Linked DNA regions of Oryza sativa: region 1 is linked to region 2. The links are chromatin contacts, called in public ChIA-PET maps. All regions are on one chromosome and are shown on one strand. The core of a region is the stretch at or near the end of the contact, and the rest is flanking DNA. Distances in the headings are between cores, read along the strand shown. Region 1 has its middle 7.8 kb from the start of TRNAW-CCA. Region 2 holds the start of LOC4345082 (protein SMAX1-like).

Region 1 (7,379 bases), core at 3,265-5,764, 58 kb before region 2:
CACTCTAAATAATTTCTAAAATTATGTTCAAAATTCAACAACGGATCACAGCTTAAACAATTAATTAATATTTCTTTAATCAGTCTCCAATGTAATCGTAAAATTACTACACCCTGTCCCATAATAAGTTAATTTTGTGACATATTCTATTTCTACGAATCAACATATGAATGTTCAGATTCATAGTATTAAAAAATACCACATCTTGTACTAAATTAATCTAAATAAGAACCTACTCCCTCCATCCCCTCCCAAGACGATGTATGTGGATATACCCTATGTCTATATACATTGTACTATAAGGGATCACATCCTCCTAGTGTGTGTATAGTTCACGTCAAAATTGAAAATTTGATTGAAATTAAAACGATGTGAAGGAAAAGTTGGAAGTTTCTGTATAGGAAAGTTTTGATGCGATGAAAATGTCAAAAGTTTAAAAAAAAAAGTTAGAAACTACTCCCTCCGTCCCAAAAGAAATCAACGCCTAGGACAATGTATATGGATACTCTATATATCCACATATATCAATCTAGGAGAGGTTACATTCCCTCTTTGGGACGGAGGGAGTAAACCAGACATTCCTTTGGGATGAAGGTAGGAATAAGTTAAGTCACATCAATGTGCCACCATGTCAGTGCAGGAGCTAGAAATGCAAGCCTCTCGTCAACGTTGCCCATTATGTTGTCCACTAAAATAACTATTCCCTTCGTACTTTAAAATAGTAATTCCCTTCGTACTAATGTAAAGATTTTTTCTAACTAGCAAATTGACAGAAATCTATATCTGAAGTCAAATTTTCAAAACTTTAAACCTAGATTTGAAAATTTTCAACTCGAAATTTGAATTTTTCAAAGTCAAATTTTGAAAACTTTCAACTTTTCATCTCAAATTTAAAAACTTTTCAACTCGAGATTTGAAAACTTTCAACCCAGATTTGAAAACTTTTCAACTTGAGATTTGAAAATTTTCAAATCAGATTTAAAAATTTTCAACTCAAAACATTTTGAAAAAATATGTGTGCTAAAGATTAAAAAACGTAACCAGAAAAAACCGGAAAAAAAGCGAAAAAATCACCAAAAAATGAAAAAGAAAGGCGTGGCCTGGGGAGGAGCCGCGCGTGTGAATTAGCTTTGGCGGTCTAGTACTCCCTTCGTCTCCTAATATAATTGATTTTGAAAGGATGTGATACATTCTAATATTAAAAATCTACATAGGCTTTATGTCCAGATTTATAAAGCCTAGATTTGTAGTATTAGGGTGTGTCATATCCCTTTAAAATCTATTTTATTATGAGATAGGTGGCTAGTTTGGTACTTTTATCGGAGGAGGGAGTACAACGAAATTAATCAAAGGCGAAATTTACAGGGTCAAAAGCTAGGCTGATGCTTCACGCGTAAATTAAACTCCATGCATGCAAACGTCTGCACGATCGATGTATGCGTTCAAAGTCCAAATAGATGTCGTTTTTCTTGTTTTCTGACTGAATAGATGTCGTTTTTCTTGTTTCTGACTGACTGGCTACGCTTTGGTCAGAACTACCTTTTGGCTTTCACAGTGCTTCTGCACTGCACGCGTGTTTGTTCCCTCACTTTAGACAACGCGTGACGTCTTTACTACAAAGCGTTTGGTGAAAACTTTTGATCAACGAAGTCACCACAGGCGCCTCGCTGTCGACGGGTACATCGTCTACCACTGAAAGAATAATTAGCCGTAAATGCGAGCACCTATATCAAATCTAGAATTTGAACCCGGGTGGGCTGGTTCCACTACAAGGAGCCTAACCAGTTGAGCTATGCTCACTTCGCAGGTGAAAACCTTTTTACTTGTATAAAAGTAAATATTGAATGCCAGGAGTACAAAGTAAATTGGATGTTACTTGAAACTAATTTGATTTTTATAGATTTAATTTCTTTTCCCCACAAACTTAGTTAAATCTAAAGAAATTTGATTGAAAATTTTTTGAAACAACTTATAGGGCCTGTTTGGGAAGTTTAAGATTATGAGAAGCTGCTACTGAGAAGCTAGCTGGTGAGAATCTGGAGAAGCCGGGAAACCCAGCTTCTGACTTCTAATTCATTTTCCAGATTCTACAACTACATATTCTCAGAATCTGGGTAAAAAGCTGGACTGTTTGGGGGAGCTTTTGGCAGCTGGAGATTCTAGGAGAAGCTACAGCTGTTAGAAACTTCTCCAAACAGGCCCATAATATGAAACGGTGAGAGTAGTAAGAATTCGAACTTATCTGTGCCAACAATATGCTATACTAACTTATCTTAGATTAAAAAAAATAACTGAAATCACTAAAATAAAGGAAAAAGTCTGAATTACACCCCTCATGTTGGAGTACGAATTACCTCCAAACCCAAAAACTATACATCTTTCACCCTCAACTAGTAATACCGTGTGAAAAACCCTCTAACCCAATCTAGAATTGTTCTGGTTCTACATGATAATCTAATCAGTATTTTTTTAAATAAATCAATGGGACCCACCTGTCAAATTCTCTCCCTCACAGCACCCCTTCTCTCACTTCTCCCTCCCCTAGATAAACAGCACGACTTGCTCGGTGCCCGCATGCGCACGCACGTGGCCAACGTCGGAGCTTGCGCAGAGGTGGCTGCAGTGGCGGCAAAGTCGGACATTCCGCATAGGCGATGACAAGGCGGAGGCGAAGGCTACTAGGGACGGCGAGCGGCGGAGGCTGCTCCTCCTTGGGCTCCATCAGGGCACCTCCTGCATGGTTGCGCCAAATCTCCTCGACCTCCACCAGTGCACGCCTCCTCCTCGGCCTCCGCTGGCGTGCATACCCACACCCTGCATCTCCACTCCACGTGGTGCGCACCTCCTCTGGTCGTCCTGTTCTCCATCCCGGCGTTCGCATTCTCGTTGTTGCGGTTGTCGTCATCCCTACTCCCCCACACACTTTGCGCTTGTTGACGCCGTCACTAGCGAGGTCGTCGCGGGTGTGTGCACTCGTCGGTGTCTTATGCTCCCGTGTCGGGTTGCACCACGGCGACGTGGCGTTCATGCTCATGCGAACTCCGATGTCGGCCGTCCGCACTATGGGATGGAGAAGAGAGAGGAGCGAGAGGGAAAGAATTTGGATGCTATGCATCGAGTGTTTTTCTTTTAAAAAATATTGACTTGACTACTATGTACAACCAAAACTGCTTGCAAAGCTACTCGCTCGGGGTTTTTTTCATCATGTATTAACAGTTGAAAGTGATAGATGTTTGGTTTTCTTTTTAGGGGATAATTCGTACTCACCCAATAGTTAAGGGGGTAATTCAGACTTTCTTTACTAAAATTAATTTTGCATCATGATTTATGTTTAATCTTCATCTGTCTTGGCAATGGCTAATTTAAGGATGAAGCCAATTTTCAATTAAACATGTCATGTACCTATTTTGTTCAACGCATTGCCACGTGCATGTAGAAGCCGGCCGGCAGGCGGTAGCTAGAGCAAAAGGTGCAACTTGCAAGAGTCAACCATATATGGATTGATGGATTAAAAAAAATGTACCACTAGAGATTTGAGAAGAGAGGATGCATGCATGCATGTTGGTGTTGCTTGTCAACTTGGTGTCCTCAACAAACTGAAACAGTAGATCGACATCGAACCATCGAAAAGTTGCCAAATTATTTAGTGGCTGGCATGACCAAAAAGGTGGCCACCTTTCCGTGTCGTAAAGCAGCCGCGTGCATGCATTAGATTTCTTAATTTTAAATTTGTACATGTTAATTATACATATACTCACTCTATTTTATACCCCATTCATCCCAATTTAATCACCCCTAAACAAAGAGCACCAAGATTAAAAATACCAAAATATTTATCATTCTGAAATTAATCTTTATCGATTAAGATGCTACGTTCGTTTGGTGTCCAACAAAAAATAATTCACACTTTAAATGTTACATGGATTGAACCAATAGAAAATAATCTTGATTGGTTGCATGCACGCATGCGTGCAAGGTATTTCACGGCGCACATTGGCTGTGTTCACTTGAGCTACATATTGCAGCTGTTAGGCTGCTGTTGACTTTATCATCAGTACTAGAAGCATGAAATTTACTGCGAGTGCCGCAGCTGCTACGCTGTGCAGCCACAGCCATCTCATACGAACACAACCGTTAACTATTTGCACAAATAGACGAATAGGCACTTTGTTATATAATGATCATTTTGATAAACCTAAAAACTCTTAGGTGGTGATCAAATTAGAATAGAGAAAGTAATATAGGCCGCATTTTTGTTTTGTTAAAATAAGGTTTTAACTAACAATTATTTCTCTAATATTATCTGTGTGATACAAAAGTATAATCATAAAAAAAATAGAGAAAAACACAAATCCCACTGATACATAAAAAAAGGAAAAACAAAAGAAAATAAAAGGAAGGAAAGTCAGACGGTTTGCATCTCGGAAAGCAGGCAGGGAAAAGGGGAGGGGGGAGTGAGAGTGAGGACAAACGGGTGATTTTACAAGGGAAACAAAAAGTGACACGGTATGGCTGAGCAAAGCGAGCGCATACGTCGTCCATCGACCACGCACGCACATCTGATGGATGCTCTCAGGTCTAATCAATTCGTTTCACACGCCTGCATATAAAAGAAGTCAGCCGATCGAGCCGGCCGGCCAACGAATTCCGCCGCGTACGTCACCGCCTTTATAGCTCTCGTTCGGCGACCGACTCCGCCCGCGGCCCCCGTGTGTACGATATGTATGCCACCTAGTTAATCATCAACAAACGCTTTCTAATGAAAAAACCATTGAGCATTTGGTTCTTGCATGGGAAAAATCCTAATGCACGTATATTACATTACATAATACTCCCACCGTCCCTAAATATTTGATGCCGTTGATTTTTTTAAACATGTTTGACCGTTCGTCTTATTTAAAAAATTTAAGTAATTATTAATTCTTTTCCTATCATTTGATTCATTGTTAAATATATTTTTATGTATATATATAGTTTTACATAATTCATAAAAGTTTTAGAATAAGACGAACGGTCAAACATATTTAAAAAAGTCAACGGCGTCAAATATTTAGGGACGGAGGAGGGAGTATGTGAAATCTGTGAATTTATCTCACTCAGGGTTTTCAATTTCGTTTTTGTTCAAAATTTCGGGATTTCAGTGGCACCACACCGAAATTTTTGGAAATTTTCATACTTCTTTCACAAAATTATTTGAAAAGTTAATGAAATTTAAATAAACTTTGACCAAATTTATAAAGAAAGGGAAATTTGAGCCAGTATATTTGCTTACTGGAGGGGGGAGGGCGAAATTTTGAACTGAAATTGCAAAAAACGTTAATATTAAGAAATGACCTAATATCAAATAATTAGAAGGGGTGAGGCTTCAAACCCAGTTTATCTAACCCACCCCCTCGTGGAGCTAGCTGGAAGACCCCTCGGTGTTTCTCGAACTGAAATTGTAAACATGATATGTCTAGACAACCCTGAATTTATCCGTAATTTTAACTGTTTTTTTTCTAAAAAATATACCAACATATACAATAACAAATAAATATATTATCAAGACATACTTTATGGTGGATCTGATGTTAATGTTGCATACGCTAGCTCGTTTTTCTACAAACTCGGTTCAAACTTAAAAAAGTTTGACTAGCTTGTGAAAAAAACAAGATAACCATATGAGATGGACGTATGATAAAAATATATTTGCCCATATGAACGGAGGTGTACTTGTTAAGTTTACTTATGAATATATTTAATTTATATATTTTTATCTTGTACATAATTCGCTATTATTATTATTATTATTATTATTATTATTATTATTATTATTATTATTATTGTAACAATTAATCTGTTTTAAACTGGCTTTTTGGAAGGAAGTACGTAGTCGTTTAGGACAATATTTAAGTCAAACCTTGAGAATATAAATCATGAATAACTCTCAAGTTGTCTCAAGTTGTTAAGTTTGAAAATATAAAAAAATATATAAATAGATTTACCTTGAAAAATACTTTCATAAAAATATACCTATATTATTTTTTAATAAATATTTTAATAGAAAGAATAAATCAAAAGTATGATTGAAAGACCGTGTCGCTGTACTACACAAATTCCTCTACGAACGAGTACTACTACGGAGGGAGTATGCCAGTACTATCGCAAGATGGTTACATTTTGGGGGATGAGGTGGACGCGCAGAAACCGCGTGCGTGCGTGCGGAGGCGGGCGGAAAAGGCATGCAAGATTCCCAAACTCTCTTAACTGCTATTCAAGAGAAAAGAGTTCTAGAAAGATTCATGGAATTAGAAGACCTTTTTATCTTGGACGAAATGATAAAAGAGAAACCGAATACACATGTACAAAACCCCCCTATAGGAATACGCAAGGAAATAATACAATTGGCCAAAATAGATAATGAGGGTCATCTCCATATCATTTTGCATTTCTCGACAAATATAATCTGTTTGGCTATTCTAAGTGGTTCTTTTTTTCTGGGTAAAGAGGAACTTGTTATTTTGAATTCTTGGGTTCAGGAATTCTTCTATAACTTAAATGACTCAGTAAAAGCTTTTTTTATTCTTTTAGTTACTGATTTTTTTGTTGGATTTCACTCCACCCGCGGTTGGGAACTACTAATTCGTTGGGTCTATAACGATCTTGGATGGGTTCCTAACGAGCTAATTTTCACTATTTTTGTTTGTAGTTTTCCTGTGATTCTAGATACATGTTTGAAATTTTGGGTCTTTTTTTGTTTAAACCGCCTATCTCCTTCGCTTGTAGTCATTTATCATTCAATTAGTGAAGCATAAACTCATTTGATCTCCTGATATTAATCAAAATTAGCATCCTTTTTCCTTTAGAAAGAAAGCCTTTTTCCATTTTAGCAAAATTCTTTTTTTCTATTTCTACCTGCTCAAGGTATTCATCATTCCAGTACAACTGTTGCAGTAGAATGACAACAGATTCGTGTATAGGGAACTAGATTAGCTTAGCTACCTATCTAATTTATTGTAGAAATTCCGGGATCTGTGATTGGACATGGAAAATAGAAATACTTTTTCTTGGGTAAAGGAACAGATGACTCGATCGATTTCTGTATCGATCATGATATACGTAATAACTCGGACATCTATTTCAAATGCATATCCCATTTTTGCGCAGCAAGGTTATGAAAACCCACGAGAAGCAACTGGACGAATTGTATGTGCCAATTGCCATTTAGCGAATAAGCCTGTGGATATTGAAGTTCCCCAAGCAGTGCTTCCCGATACTGTATTTGAAGCAGTTCTTCGAATTCCTTATGATATGCAACTGAAACAAGTTCTTGCTAATGGGAAAAAGGGAGGGTTGAATGTGGGTGCTGTTCTTATTTTGCCCGAGGGATTCGAATTAGC
Region 2 (6,722 bases), core at 199-2,698:
TATGAAGGCATAGATGTGCAAGTATTTTGTGTGATTATGAAGGCACACATGTGTTCTATTTTCTCTGTTTCTTTTTATATATTAAAAGCTTTATATATGTATATTTTTTAATAAGCCTCCTGACCATGCTGTGATCTTTTAATTTGCATGTGGTAGTATTAACATTGCTGAAGCCTGAAGCATCCAAAATTGGAAATTGGATGAGGAAGGTTTTATTGTAAAGAATTGGTAGGAATGGTTTAATAAAATTTTAAAAATCGCCAGTCCTTCAGATTGATGTTTTATGTGGAACCGTAACAACCAATGTTGATAAACATGTCAAAAGAAATTTAAAGGGAAGTATTTAAAGCCAGAATTATATCCCTAGACTTGCAACTAATTCCCAAAATGGATTACATAGTGTGCCAACCGTACAATATCTATATTCGAGGAATTGGACATCTTCACACCTATAATTACAAGATCACATACAATTTGCAAACCAACTTAACTATAAAACGAACGTGAAAATTATTTAGCAAATGCAAATGTATATAAGCCATCGCAATTCGCAAATATATTGATAAAACTATCATAAACATGCGCATATAAAATTAGAAAAATGCTAGTAGTATCTACCATGTTGGGAAAAATAACAGAGCTGTTAATTTAAATAAATAACCGGATGCAAAGCTCCTTTTACCGCTCAAAAAGTCTCGCATCTTACCATCAAAACGCGGTTAATTACTACCCCTCTTGTATTGTCAAAGTTAACCCCTTTCCTTTTCGCACTGAGAAAAGAAAAAAAGAATAATAAGAAAAAGAAAAGAAAAGAAAAGAAAAAGGTGATTAAGAAAAAAGAGGAAACATTCACGTTTGCAAGCGGGGGGACGGATGGCGGAAAGTGGTGACGCGACGCAACCCTTTCCTTTTCCTTACCTCAAACCCACACCCTCGCACAAACACCCAAAATAGAAATTCATTTTTTATTACTCTCAAAAAGCATTCACGCTACAGTATTTAATGAATATATTATTTCTGTTTCCAAAATAAAATCATTTTTGCTTCTTTCGTTTGTTCCAAGACAAATTTACTTTTTAAGTAATCATTATATTAGAGTTTGCAAAGGTAGAAAATAAATACATTGGTCAAAATATTTATTTTTGACTTCTCCCGTTTGTCACAAAACAAATTCACTTATGAGTAATTTATCGCAGAGTTTGTGAAATTAGAAAAATAAATACATTAAGAATAGATAAAAAATCAATAATCATATTTATATTTGATTTTGTATTGGTATGCGCGGGATGAATTAAAAAACTTATTTTGTACCAAGGTTGTACTCCACTTTAGAAAAAAAAGTAATAATAGTAGTAACAAATGAAAAAGAAGAGCAAAAAAAATCAAGAAAAGGAAAAAGCAGGTAAAAAAATTATAAATAAAAAATCTCCTCTGCCCCAAGCGGGCAAATGTAACAAACAACAAACAACGCAGGGCTGCGCGAAGACGAAGATTCTATTCGCATTTCGCCTCCTCCTCCTCCTCCTCCTCCTCCTCTCTCCTTCCCTTCCCTTGCGGTGAAGTGGTGTACTACTACTACTACTAGTGCTACTACTCCTCGACTCCTCCTCGTCGTCGTCTTCGTCTCGTTGCCTCCGCCTCTCCATCCCCTTTGCTGCCTCTTCTTGGGTGGGGTTGGGTTGGGTTCTTGGCGGCGGCGAGGGTGGTGTGAATTTTGGGTGGAGGGGTGGTGTTTGATCGATTGATGAGTTGGGGAAGATCAAGATGAGGGCGGATCTTAGCACCATACAGCAGACGCTCACGCCGGAAGCCGCGGCCGCGCTGGCGAGGGCCATGGATGAGGCTGGGCGGCGCCGGCATGGGCAGACCACGCCGCTGCACGTCGCCGCCGCGCTTCTTGCCGCGCCGGCGGGGCTGCTCAGGCAGGCCTGCGCGAGGGCGGCGTCGGCGGCGGGGGTGGGTGGGGGTGGTGGCGCGGCGGCGGGGGCGGGGGCGGGGGCGCACCCGCTGCACTGCCGCGCGCTCGAGCTCTGCTTCTCCGTCGCGCTGGATAGGCTCCCGGCTGCTGCGGCGGCGGCTGCGGCGGCGCATGGGGCGGGGGCGTCGCCGCCCGTGTCGAACGCGCTCGTCGCGGCGCTCAAGCGGGCGCAGGCGCAGCAGCGGCGTGGGTGCCCCGAGGCGGCGCAGCAGCCGCTCCTCGCCGTCAAGGTGGAGCTCGAGCAGCTCGTGCTGTCCATCCTCGACGACCCCTCCGTCAGCCGCGTCATGCGGGAGGCGTCCTTCTCCTCCGCCGCCGTCAAGTCCATCATCGAGCAGTCGCTCTCCGCCCCCTCGCCGTGCCCCTCCGCCGCGGCCTCCACCACGACGGCCGGGCCCGGCCCGCTCTCCCCGTCGCCATCCCCACTCCCGCGCGCCGGCGCGGCCAACGCATACCTCAACCCTCGCCTCGCAGCCGCCGCCGCCGTCGCCAGCGGCGGCGGCGGCGGCGGTGGCGACGATGCGCGCAAGGTGATCGACGTCATGCTCAAGCCGACGCGCCGCAACCCGGTGCTCGTCGGCGACGCCGGCCCGGACGCGGTGCTCAAGGAGGCAATCCGGAGGATCCCGACGGCCGGCTTCCCGGCCCTCGCCGGCGCGAAGGTTCTTCCTCTGGAGGCGGAGCTCGCCAAGCTCGCCGGCGACAAGGCGGCGATGGCGGCGAGGATCGGGGACCTGGGCGCGGTGGTCGAGAGGCTCCTCGGCGAGCACGGCGGCGTGGTCCTTGACCTCGGCGACCTCAAGTGGCTCGTCGACGGGCCCGCGGCGGCGGCGTCGGAAGGGGGCAAGGCCGCGGTGGCGGAGATGGGGCGCCTTCTCCGTCGATTCGGGCGCGCCGGCGTGTGGGCCGTCTGCACGGCGGCGTGCACCACCTACCTCCGCTGCAAGGTCTACCACCCGGGGATGGAGGCGGAGTGGGACCTCCACGCCGTGCCCATCGCCCGCGGCGGCGCGCCGATCGCCGCCGCCGCCGCCGGCTCAGCTCTCCGGTGCGTCCATCTCTTTCCCCTGCCTGATTCAATCTTGATTTCTTACAAAAAAAATTGTTTGGTGTGAATTTGTTTCACCTGGGAGAAGATTTCATTTGGTGGGGAAATTTTTGCTTTGATTAAGGTTTTTTTTAATTCACTATGATGGTTGAAATCCTGAAAAAGGTAGTAGTTGCTTTTTGTGTAACAACAGTACGCTTCTACTTTTGTGTTCAATCTCATAACTGTAGCTCAATTCCTGTCAATTTGATGAATTATTATTGGATTGTGTAGGCCTGGAGGCAGTGGAATTCTCAACAGCTCGATGGGGATGCTATCACCTGCACTTCGGCCTATGCCAGTGACACCAACGGCGCTCCGGTGGCCGCCTCCGGGGAGCGACCAGTCTCCGGCAGCAAAGCCGGCCATGTGCTTGCTTTGCAAGGGTAGCTATGAGCGCGAGCTCGCTAAGCTTGAGGCCGAGCAGACGGATAAGCCGGCGTCCCGCCCTGAGGCTGCCAAGCCTGGATTGCCACACTGGCTGCAGCTCAGCAATGATCAAAATAAGGTATGTGTTTTTCCCCTGTCGAAATCTTGGGTAAACATCAAGCTCTCTTCTACCGGAATCGCCATTAATATATGGTGTTTTTTGTTTCTTTATTACAGGCCAAGGAGCAAGAGCTGAAACTTAAGAGGAGCAAAGATGAGCTTGAGAGGAAATGGCGCGAGACGTGTGCCCGAATCCACTCCGCCTGTCCCATGGCACCGGCGCTCTCCGTGCCTCTTGCCACATTCACGCCACGCCCACCCGTCGAGCCCAAATTGGGGGTCGCAAGGGGTGCCGCTGTCCCCACTCTTAAGATGAATCCCAGTTGGGAGAAGCCCTCGGTTGCGCCGACCCTTGAGCTCCGTAAGAGCCCTCCTGCCAGCCCAGTGAAAACTGACCTTGTGCTCTGTCGCTTGGACCCGGGCACGAATCCTGCTGTGGAGAATGAGCAGAAGGAAAGTTGTGAAGGACTAACGGCTCTACAAAAGGCCAAGATTGCTGGAATTTCTGATATTGAATCCTTCAAGAGGCTCCTCAAGGGGCTTACAGAGAAGGTCAGCTGGCAGTCAGATGCCGCTTCAGCCATTGCTGCTGTTGTAATACAATGCAGATCTGGCAGCGGGAAGCGGCGGAACGTTGGGACAAGGGGTGACATGTGGCTCCTGTTTGTTGGCCCTGATCAAGCTGGTAAGAGGAAGATGGTGAACGCATTGTCTGAGCTGATGGCAAACACCAGACCAGTCGTCGTGAACTTTGGTGGTGACTCCCGGTTGGGCAGGGTCGGCAATGATGGTCCTAACATGGGTTTCTGGGGAAAAACTGCACTCGACCGGGTCACTGAGGCAGTTCGGCAGAACCCATTCTCGGTGATTGTTCTGGAGGGCATCGATCAAGTGGACGTTGTTGTGCATGGAAAGATCAAACGGGCAATGGAGACCGGTCGCCTACCAGACTCCCGTGGGCGTGAGGTCAGCCTTGGTAATGTCATATTTGTGCTCACCACAAACTGGGTACCCGAGGAGCTCAAGGGATCAAACGTTGAGACTCTGCTACGAGGTGAAGAGAGGATGTTGGAGTCAACAAGTTCGAGTTGGCAACTAGAGCTCTCGATTGGTGACAAACAGGTCAAGCACCGAGCAGATTGGCTATGCGATGATGTTCGCCCTGCAAAGTTAGCAAAAGAACTGTCCAGTAGTCACGGTCTGTCACTTGACCTCAATTTGGCAGTCGGCGCCTTGGATGACACTGAGGGCTCACATAATTCCAGTGATGTCTCGGTGGAACAAGAGCAGGAGAAAGGGCAGCTTGCAGTCAAGCGATCAACACCGGCCCCTGGCTCTGATATATTGGAACTTGTCGATGATGCCATTGTGTTCCGACCTGTTGACTTCACGCCATTCAGGAAGACGGTTACAGATTGCATATCGGCGAAATTTGAATCGGTCATGGGGAGCAGCAGCTCATTCAGGATTGATGAAGATGCCGTCGATTGGATGGTTGGCAGTGTCTGGCTTACCGACGAGAAGATTGAGGACTGGGCCGAGAAAGTGCTCAAGCCGAGCATTGAGCGATTGTGGCACAATGTGAAACATGATAGCGGGCGCTCTATCATTCGTCTTACAGCAGTTGCAGCCAAGGCATTGCCAAGGTGGGGAGGGGGCAGGGAAGGGCTACCGGTGGCGGTAACGATCGCCATTGATGGCATGTAGAGAGGGAACTGGGGGGAGATAAATTCTTTGTATGGTAGATATGTAAATATTGGGGAGAACAACTCCCTGTTATAAGCTAGGGGAGGTTACTATCTGAAGCACATAGGAGGGAGGGAGAAATGTCCATTGACCACCAAATAGGCATGGAGGTTATAGATCTTATAACACCCAAATATGATCTATAGTTTTGATATATTTTATAGCTGTGTTGATTGAAACAAAAAAAAGGTTTTCTTTTGCTTCTTCCTAATGTTGCAAGGATTGATCGGTGTAGAGGAAGTAAATAATGATATTGTGCAATAATTTTCTTGGCCTGGAACCAAATGTGCTCAAATCACTTCTTGTAATGCATGAGCCATTTGAAATGCATCAGGTTGCAAAGATGTGAATATATCAGAAGTTTTGCTCTGTGTGTTTTGTACTTGTCTGATGTGAATATATTTATTGACAGGGAAGAAAAGTTGATTCAGGCTGTTTTGATTGTAACCCTTTTTGGGAGCTTATCTCTTGAATTGGTACCAACTGTAAAGTAGGTCAACTTTATTGAAAGTTGATATTCTGTTCAAGAAATATGGAAAAACGTGACATTCATGTTTGCTGATAGTTGTGTTTTTTTTAAACTTTTATTATTCTTCACATAAATTTCTTGCTTATCATTATAACACATCGTTATCTTGATTGAATCTAGTGATGAATCTTTGGCCACACGCCCATACCGTGGTCCAGGTCGAACCCTACTTTTTCTCACAAATTTTCAGAAACTTTCTAAAATAAGAATCTAAAGGCATTGCTCGGTTTCTCACAGCTTTATACACTATGACAACATTTCACACTAGATAGCTGCACTTTATCTTTTGGATGTTAAAGGTTGACCATACATATCAAGTATCACTTCTTGCATGCAATGGTTACCTTTCCTTTCTTGCTTGCTTGCTATACTTTCTCACTTGAATCATCAAAAGATTATACTAGTTAAAAAACTCAATATGAAATATTATGCTATAAAATATCATCAGAGTTTTTTTTTTGTTATTTTGTATGTCATGTGGCCAATTAGGTGGCTCCCTGCCACTAAGTTTAACCATCACTATTTAATTCTGTGTTTAGTTATGTGGTATGATTTGATCCACCAATACTACGTTGGACCCGAGGCATCTTGTTGTTTTCTTTATTGGAAAAACTTTTGGTGAGAACCAAATAGCAACTTTTTGGCCTAATTGTGGGCCCACATTGATGTGGCAGATCACCAACTCAAATCAACTTGGAAACATTCTATGCTTGTTTATTCTATTAATGTTAGGTTCCATCAGGGAAGCTTAACTTTTTTAATTACAAGCTAACCTGCATGAGTCACAATGACAATTATACCCCTGAATTACACTAATGATAGAGCTTATTGCTGTTCAAAGGGACTTCAACTTCAGTGGCAATTGTGTCTGTGAATCGTCAGAGGGATTACTT

The links. ChIA-PET counts read pairs in DNA pulled down with a chosen protein or histone mark.
Region 1: a contact with region 2 is called in an H3K4me3 ChIA-PET map of leaf, with 6 times the contacts expected there. The contact joins the enhancer-like site here to the promoter of LOC4345082 in region 2. A contact is called at or near these places in 5 of 15 Hi-C or Micro-C datasets (leaf, leaf mesophyll and an unstated tissue) and 2 of 4 datasets of contacts at active chromatin or transcription factors (both in leaf).

Annotation. Positions count from the first base shown.
Region 1 is chr8:9,339,711-9,347,089 of ASM3414082v1, reverse strand. No RefSeq gene overlaps it. Among protein-coding and RNA genes, the nearest start is that of TRNAW-CCA, 7.8 kb to the right of the region's middle. Within about 2 kb of position 4,514, at least 13 of the 15 cell types and tissues checked have open chromatin away from gene starts, as enhancers often do. A contact at or near this core is called in leaf, where this site is marked.
Region 2 is chr8:9,279,294-9,286,015 of ASM3414082v1, reverse strand. LOC4345082 (protein SMAX1-like) reads left to right here and starts at 1,448. Exons shown (of 3, transcript NM_001422513.1): 1 at 1,448-3,026; 2 at 3,300-3,573; 3 at 3,672-5,669. The coding sequence starts at 1,765. The coding sequence ends at 5,261.